Regions from separate parts of the Macaca mulatta genome. Here regions 1 and 3 are each linked to region 2. A link is a contact called in public Hi-C data. All regions are on one chromosome and are shown on one strand. The core of a region is the stretch at or near the end of the contact, and the rest is flanking DNA. Distances in the headings are between cores, read along the strand shown. Region 1 holds the start of H2AC6 (H2A clustered histone 6). Region 2 holds the start of H3C2 (H3 clustered histone 2). Region 3 holds the start of H2BC5 (H2B clustered histone 5).

The links. A called contact is a pair of places that touch in the nucleus more often than the background predicts.
Region 1: a contact with region 2 is called in a Hi-C map of fetal cortex germinal zone, with 2.4 times the contacts expected there. The contact joins the promoter of H2AC6 here to the promoter of H3C2 in region 2. A contact is called at or near these places in 4 of 14 Hi-C or Micro-C datasets (blood, fetal cortex germinal zone, fetal cortical plate and 1 more).
Region 3: a contact with region 2 is called in a Hi-C map of liver, with 2.4 times the contacts expected there. The contact joins the promoter of H2BC5 here to the promoter of H3C2 in region 2. A contact is called at or near these places in 3 of 14 Hi-C or Micro-C datasets (blood, fetal cortex germinal zone and liver).

Annotation. Positions count from the first base shown.
Region 1 is chr4:156,986,495-156,989,194 of T2T-MMU8v2.0, reverse strand. H2AC6 (H2A clustered histone 6) reads left to right here and starts at 1,256. Exons shown (of 2, transcript NM_001193778.2): 1 at 1,256-1,833. The coding sequence starts at 1,316. The coding sequence ends at 1,708. It overlaps H2BC4 (H2B clustered histone 4), which reads right to left and starts at 1,008. Exons shown (of 2, transcript XM_001086167.5): 1 at 598-1,008. The coding sequence starts at 987. The coding sequence ends at 607.
Region 2 is chr4:157,076,392-157,079,091 of T2T-MMU8v2.0, reverse strand. H3C2 (H3 clustered histone 2) reads right to left here and starts at 1,321. Exons shown (of 1, transcript XM_078000875.1): 1 at 1-1,321. The coding sequence starts at 1,284. The coding sequence ends at 874. H2AC4 (H2A clustered histone 4) reads right to left here. Exons shown (of 1, transcript NM_001193724.2): 1 at 2,397-2,700. The coding sequence ends at 2,397.
Region 3 is chr4:156,952,389-156,955,088 of T2T-MMU8v2.0, reverse strand. H2BC5 (H2B clustered histone 5) reads left to right here and starts at 1,439. Exons shown (of 3, transcript XR_013416797.1): 1 at 1,439-1,876. It overlaps H1-4 (H1.4 linker histone, cluster member), which reads left to right. Exons shown (of 2, transcript XM_078000870.1): 1 at 1-1,876; 2 at 2,174-2,700. The coding sequence ends at 452.

The DNA of each region.
Region 1 (2,700 bases), core at 7-2,506, 90 kb after region 2:
GACACGTATTATGTTAAAGGACTTTATTACCGGGGCAGTTGGAAACCAAGGAGACACAGCCTTCAGTATATTACGAAGGTGTGCGCCACGAAAACAGAGTGGGTGTCCTTCCTTAGCCAGTTACTCCCCAGGTTTCCACTCCGGTCCGCTATGTAAATAAGGGCTTCAAACCAGCTTTCTCTCGATTGGTTAATATTAAAAATGACAGGACAGCCTATTGGCTAGAAACTGATGTCGAAATTATGACTTTACGGCAGCCGTTCATCCAGGCGACGTAAACAGGGACAGACAACTGGGTCCGAAACCCACGCGAGCCTGAAGTTTCTTCCGGGAACGCGGGGTTAGCAAAATGGCCGCTTGTCTCTATTTTAAATTTAAGCGCAACGAATTGACCCCAAACCCATTTTTAGTGGCTGGTTTCTTCCAGGCTCAGGCCCCTTTGTCCCTCTCTAAGTTGTAGAACTTGTCCCCACCCTTCTCCAATCCCTAATACTCTTCCGCCGCCAAATAAAACTTTGGCGTCAGGCCACAGCTCTTTTAGTGGGTATGTGGGTGGCTCTTAAAAGAGCCTTTGGGGTTAAGTGTTAAGACGCTTACTTGAAAAGTTTACTTGGAGCTGGTGTACTTGGTGACGGCCTTGGTGCCCTCCGACACGGCGTGCTTCGCCAGCTCTCCGGGAAGGAGCAGGCGCACGGCAGTCTGTATCTCCCTGGAGGTGATGGTCGAGCGCTTGTTGTAATGCGCCAGGCGGGAAGCCTCCCCCGCGATACGCTCAAATATGTCGTTAACGAAAGAATTCATGATCCCCATCGCTTTGGAAGAGATGCCGGTGTCGGGGTGGACCTGCTTCAGCACCTTGTACACATAAACAGAGTAGCTCTCCTTGCGGCTGCGCTTGCGCTTTTTCCCATCTTTTTTCTGCGCCTTGGTCACCGCCTTCTTGGAGCCCTTCTTTGGGGCGGGAGCAGACTTGGCTGGCTCAGGCATCTTTAACACCAGAAATGTGTCGGAAGTAAACAACGGATTTCTGCTACTTATAGGGCCTTTATGCTAATGAGGGATGGAGAGTACCTCTTAGTTAATTGGAAGACAAACTGCAGAGTTGTCATCCGTGGGCCGAGCTATGCAAATGAGGTATGAAAGTGCAGCTTTTCTATTGGCTACCTGACTAGTATTTGCTACCGACCAATCGAAAAGTCGGATTTACTCCCCAGCAACTACCTATAAAAGCAGCCATGTTTTACACATTTTTCGATTTTGTTTGTTTTCTCCTGAGCTTGGACTGCTTGTTTTGGTGCTGTTTTGTGTTATTGAGATGTCTGGACGCGGTAAGCAGGGAGGCAAAGCTCGCGCCAAAGCGAAATCTCGCTCTTCTCGTGCTGGTCTCCAGTTCCCGGTGGGCCGAGTGCACCGCCTGCTCCGCAAAGGCAATTACGCAGAGCGGGTCGGGGCAGGCGCGCCGGTGTACCTGGCGGCTGTGTTGGAGTACCTGACTGCCGAGATCCTGGAGCTGGCCGGCAACGCGGCTCGCGACAACAAGAAGACCCGCATCATCCCGCGCCACTTGCAGCTGGCCATCCGTAACGACGAGGAGCTCAACAAGCTGCTAGGCCGGGTGACAATTGCTCAGGGCGGCGTCCTTCCTAATATCCAGGCCGTGCTTTTGCCTAAGAAAACCGAGAGTCACCACAAGGCCAAGGGCAAGTGATTTGACAGGCATCTGAGCTTCCGTGAAACGCTATCAAACCCAAAGGCTCTTTTCAGAGCCCCCCTACCGTTTCAGAGGAAGAGCTAACCTCACTGCTTGTACGTACGAGGGAAAAAAGCACTAAGGTAAGTTAATTTTATCTCAATCTGGAGCAACGTGTATTCTTGCTTTTCAGTTTTTTGGGGAACGGTGTTACTAAAGGTTGGTCTATTAGGTCAGTTAGGATCTAATGTTCGTATGTGCTATCATTATATTCTAACTATCTAGTCTAGTGTTTTGTAAGATCGACCATAGTTGGTGCCTAATTAGTTTACATTCTAGGGATACCTGGTGATCTAAAAAACTGATTGCTTTTAAAATGTAAATTCAAGGCAAAACTGTAGCGTGACGGTAACCTCGTTCGGCCCTCCGACTAGTCCCCCTTCTATTTTGTTCTCAATTTAGGCTGTAGGCAGCCTCATTTTCTTAATTCTGTTAAACTTCTAGGTTCCATTCCTGCTAAAGTGCAGAGTATACTGTCTAAAAGTTAACCAGGAAGTTGAAAGGTGTCTAAAAAACAGACTAATGTCTCTACTCTAGAACGATGCCTGACACGCAACGTGCTGTTTTATTTTAAGAGACTCAAGCGTCTAGGTTTCCAGGACAGCCAAAAAAGGAGACTGGGGCCTGTGGCCACTCAAAAACCTTTGCTTTCTGCTCACCTCTCTAATCCTAGCACTTTGGGAGGCCGAGGGGCGCGGATCACCTGAGGTCACGAGTTCGACGCTAACCTGGCCAACATGATGAAACTCGTCTCTAAAAAAAATTAACAAAAACTAGTCGGGCGTGGTGGCACATACCTTTCAATTGCAGCTACTCTTGAGTCTGACTCAGGACAGTCGCTTGAGGTGGGAGGGAGGGGGAGGCTGCAGTAAGCCGAGACCGTGCCACTGTCATCCAGCTTGGGCAACAGAGTGAGACACCGTCTCCAAAAAAGAAAACCTTTGCTTCTG
Region 2 (2,700 bases), core at 72-2,571:
ATATTTTAAACATTACTTTTGTTTACATTCAGTATTTCCATCCCTATAAATTTTCTTCCAGTATTCAACCCCCAACCTCCAGAAAACCGAAAAGCAAGATCAACAGAAATAAAATGGTTAAAATTTGTAAATTCTAGATTTTAATAGATAACTACAGGCAAGAAGTAGTGGGAAAAAAAATGTGGCATGTCATGGTGCATAGTCCTAGAGGAGATAAAGCAATGCAACCAGCTAGACTATTTACAAGCAAAGCCACACATATAAAATAATTAATATATAAGGAATTAAATTATGCTTGGTCGACAGATTGACAGATGAAAAGTGGGTAGCTAGCTATGGATAAAATGAGAGCCAGTTAGATCCCTGCCTCACATTTTGCACCAGAATAACTTTCAGGTTAATGTGGACAGCCAAATGAATTAAAAATAAAATTCTTCTAAGCATTTTGAGTAAGACATTGGAAGTCGCGAGACATAACTTTTCAATCTTTTGAAAGCTTCACAAAAGAGCCTAGTAAGCACCAGTTAACCACTTGCCTGGTTTTTCCCTTATATTCTTAGCCTTAGAAAGTTGTTTTAAAAAATGCTAATCATAGCAAGCTAGAGGCCTGAATGGACAGGTGGACTTATACAGCTTCTCCTCCCCAAATAGCACCTAAGAAGCTCAGAAATAGTCTACACTGCCAAACGGGTCAAACCACATTTCTGTTAATGAACTTAAGAACATAGTCTAATGCTTTCTGGGGATTCTTGGTTTGCTGTTGTCGAGTTTATTAACAAAAACGTAGTTATCACAGCTACTTTCGTTGGAATAATTGAGTGGCTCTGAAAAGAGCCTTTGGGTTTTAGGACTGATCAAAATGTAACTTTAGGTTTACGCTCTCTCTCCGCGAATGCGGCGAGCAAGCTGTATATCCTTGGGCATAATAGTCACCCGCTTGGCATGAATGGCGCAAAGGTTTGTGTCCTCAAAGAGCCCTACCAAGTAGGCCTCGCAAGCCTCTTGTAGTGCCATCACCGCTGAGCTCTGGAAGCGAAGGTCGGTCTTGAAGTCCTGGGCGATTTCTCGCACTAGGCGTTGGAACGGCAGCTTTCGGATCAGCAGCTCGGTCGACTTCTGGTAGCGACGGATCTCGCGCAGAGCTACAGTGCCCGGGCGGTAACGGTGAGGCTTTTTCACGCCGCCGGTGGCCGGCGCGCTCTTGCGAGCAGCCTTGGTAGCCAGCTGCTTGCGTGGCGCCTTACCGCCCGTGGACTTGCGAGCAGTCTGTTTGGTACGAGCCATGGCAATAAGCAGAGAACCTTGCCTCAAGAGACGTTTGTGAAAGTAAAGAAAGAGCTACTCTTCTTTTATAGAGTCAGACCACCAACTATTGGCCGCAAGAAAATTCAAAAATCCCCTCGCCCTTCTTGGATTGGTCCATCTCTGTGCCTGGTTGAAGATTAAGAGAGGCTCCTGCTCTTTACGGTAGCTACTCTGACGTCATTTTCTTAACCCCTTAGCTGCTATTACACTGTGGCAAGTCTTGTACTGGAAAAGCTTCGTAGTCTTAAAATTTACAACCACACAAAGCAACGCGGAAACCTCCAATTGTTTCTAGTTAAAATATAAAAAAGAAAAAGAATATTGGAGGCGATTAGGGAAATTTGCATGTGTTCTTTATTTAAAATGATGTTTTTCTGGGTGTGGCATGAGTAGTGTGGGCAATTAACAAAACGCTCTTAGCCGGGTGTGGCGGCTCCCGCCTGTAATCCCAGCTACTCGGAAGGCTGTCAAGAGGATCGCTTGAGCCCGAGTTCGAGGTTACAGTAAGCTATTATCACCCCACTGCACTCCAGCTTGGCCGACAGAGGGAGACTCCACCTCAAAACAAAGCAAAACATCCCCCACACTGGAAAAAAGCTCCTTATCTTGGAAATACATGCTGAAATGTTCAGTGGTAATGTGTACGCTCTCAATTGTGTATGCCATCAATTGCTAGAGCAAATGGTGTGACATTTTCAAACTGTTTTGCCGTGTAGGGTATGCGTGTTTTGCTTAACACTTCCATTAAAAATACTTAAGGAGTGCACCCATGGGTATAATTTCCTTCCTCCAAAATGTAACTGCTGTGTGAAACTTAGCGAGGATCACCCCTGTAAAAGTGTTTTTTGTGCTGCATGGCATTTCTCCTACATATGTAGAGTTCCTTAAAGGGTTTACATAGATCAAGATTTCTGCAGGACAAATTACTAAAAGTGCCACACGAAAACCATCAAAAACACCTCAAAACATCTGTGTGGGCTGCATAATACAAAGCATAACAGCTCATTTAACGGAAGTCGTAGGTGGCTCTGAAAAGAGCCTTTGTTGTTAGGCTGATTTCGTCTGCTGACAGTGTATGAAACGTTAACACTTCACTTTCCCTTGGCCTTATGATGACTCTCAGTCTTCTTAGGCAGCAGTACCGCCTGAATATTAGGCAGAACGCCGCCCTGGGCGATGGTCACACGCCCCAAGAGCTTATTAAGCTCCTCGTCGTTGCGGATGGCTAACTGCAGGTGGCGCGGGATGATGCGGGTTTTCTTGTTGTCGCGGGCCGCATTGCCCGCCAGCTCCAGGATCTCGGCGGTCAGGTACTCAAGCACCGCCGCCAGATACACCGGCGCGCCAGCCCCGACGCGCTCGGAGTAGTTGCCTTTGCGGAGCAGGCGGTGCACC
Region 3 (2,700 bases), core at 190-2,689, 120 kb after region 2:
GCTATGACGTGGAGAAGAACAACAGCCGCATCAAGCTGGGTCTCAAGAGCCTGGTGAGCAAGGGCACTCTGGTGCAGACCAAGGGCACCGGCGCATCGGGTTCTTTCAAACTCAACAAGAAGGCGGCCTCCGGGGAAGCCAAGCCTAAAGCTAAAAAGGCAGGCGCGGCCAAAGCCAAGAAGCCTACAGGAGCGGCGAAGAAGCCCAAGAAGGCGACGGGGGCAGCCACCCCTAAGAAGAGCGCCAAGAAGACCCCAAAGAAGGCGAAGAAGCCGGCTGCGGCTGCTGGAGCCAAAAAAGCGAAAAGCCCGAAAAAGGCTAAAGCAGCCAAGCCAAAAAAAGCGCCCAAGAGCCCAGCGAAGGCCAAAGCAGTGAAACCCAAGGCGGCTAAACCAAAGACCGCCAAGCCCAAGGCAGCCAAGCCAAAGAAGGCGGCAGCCAAGAAAAAGTAGGAAGTTCCTTTGGCCAACTGCTTAGAAGCTCAACACAACCCAAAGGCTCTTTTCAGAGCCACCCACCGCTTTCAGTAAAAGAGCTGTTACACTATCAGGGGGTGTGGCCGGGAAAACGCCGCTATTGAGGGGCGGGTCTCCCGGGAACAAAGTCGGGAGAGAGGAGCCGTTTTTGGCCAGGGGGTCATTTCGCGTTCCGTCGGCCAAGCAGGAGTGCAGCCGCGTCATTGAGCTTTTATTGCGTTTTCGAATACTGGAGTTAAAACCCATTTCGACCTCCGTAGTACTTAACACTTAGCGAGATCTGGCCTGCAAATAGCATGGGAAAAAAAGTCGGGATTTTCGCGGGCTTCTAGGCTGGGACGTATGAGTTCCGAATAGAGAACACTCAATTTCCGTGCTGGCTCCCTACAGACTATGGCAAGCAATGAAGGAGTGCAGAGGAGTACGTCTCGACACAGGTGGCATAGTACACTATTTCAACCACTGCCACAACTAAAAATTAGAAATTGACACTGCAGAAAATACTTGGTCCTTAAATGTAGCATTTGCATAGATGACTTCCCAAACGCAAAACTGCCAGACTTCCAGGGATATCCCAATTACCATGACTTCTGTATGCAACGAGTCCTATAATTTGTTAGAGGAAGAAAAGAGAACGTGAGCTCTCCTAAAGTATCTTTCAGTATACGTTCTGACACCACAACGCTAATAAAAAGTGTGATCTCAAAAACAACTGCTCCAAGAGAAGTGCACAGCTGACTTGTCTAAAGACGACTATTTATAGTAGCCTCGGGTAGTCTGGTCTGGGCTTTCTGATTGGGTAAAAGTAAAGTAATGAAATAGCCAATGAAAAGGTAGACTTTTAAGTGTCGTTTACATTGGCATTTGTGACGACACACAAAAATTAATCCAATCATAAACGAAATCTGATTAACCTCATTTGAATACCGCATCTATAAATGAACGGGGCATCGGTGGGAGTGATTATTTTCTCAGGTGTTTGCGACAGTGTTGTAATTATTAACGTTGCTATGCCTGAGCCTACCAAGTCTGCTCCTGCCCCAAAGAAGGGCTCCAAGAAGGCGGTGACTAAGGCGCAGAAGAAGGACGGGAAGAAGCGCAAGCGCAGCCGCAAAGAGAGCTATTCCGTGTATGTGTACAAGGTGCTGAAGCAGGTCCACCCCGACACCGGCATCTCTTCCAAGGCTATGGGGATCATGAATTCCTTCGTCAACGACATCTTCGAGCGCATCGCCGGCGAGGCTTCCCGCCTGGCGCACTACAACAAGCGCTCGACCATCACTTCCAGGGAGATCCAGACGGCCGTGCGCCTGCTGCTTCCGGGGGAGCTGGCCAAGCACGCCGTGTCGGAGGGCACCAAGGCCGTCACCAAGTACACCAGTTCCAAGTAACTTTGCCAAGTAAGCATCTTTACACCTAATCCCAAAGGCTCTTTTAAGAGCCACGCATGTTTTCAGTAAATGAGTTGTAATTTCATTCAAAAGGGGGATTATTGGATTTCTCAGCACCATACTACCAATCTTTAATGTTATGTTAGTACTGCAGAGGAAATACTTGGAAATTATAGGTAGTAACAATAGGTACCAGAAGTTGAGTGCTATGGGCACATACTAGATCATTAGCTCATTTAGTGTCAGATAACACTAACATAAACTGAAAGTACTGTAAGTGTACAGCTCTTTCGTTTCCGTGTGCAGATTTCCAAGTTGATCGTGATGTTGATCTGGGACTTCGTGTGGTGACGGCCCACCCTGAACACAAAAGAGCACCCTTTTGCAACTTCCTTCTGTTTGGAGCTTTCTCCACCATCACCCCCGCCCCCCGTTTTCTTGTAAAATTTTTACCATGCAGATACGTGATAACTGCAAGTAAAGGCTGAAGACAATGTGAGCTGAACACGGAAGTATTACAAAGGTTTCTGGTTTGCTTTGTAATTGGGCCAGTTTCTCTCTGAAGCTCTTAGGCGAGTAGGGGAGGAAAAGGCGGATCCTAGGCGCTGAGGTGCAGGAAAAAAGAAGCAACTTCTGAGACACCTTAAAATTATTTTGCTAAACCGTCTTTTTCAGAAAGCTATTTAATTTATAGTTTTCTTTTGGCAGCTTTCAGGTTAAAAGTTCACTAGGTAATGGCAGAAACCCAAATAGTCATTAAGGTGTCTGACTGCAGGTAGGCAATAGTTACCGCAGGACTGAAGCCCCCTTTGCAGTACAATTTACCCTTTCCT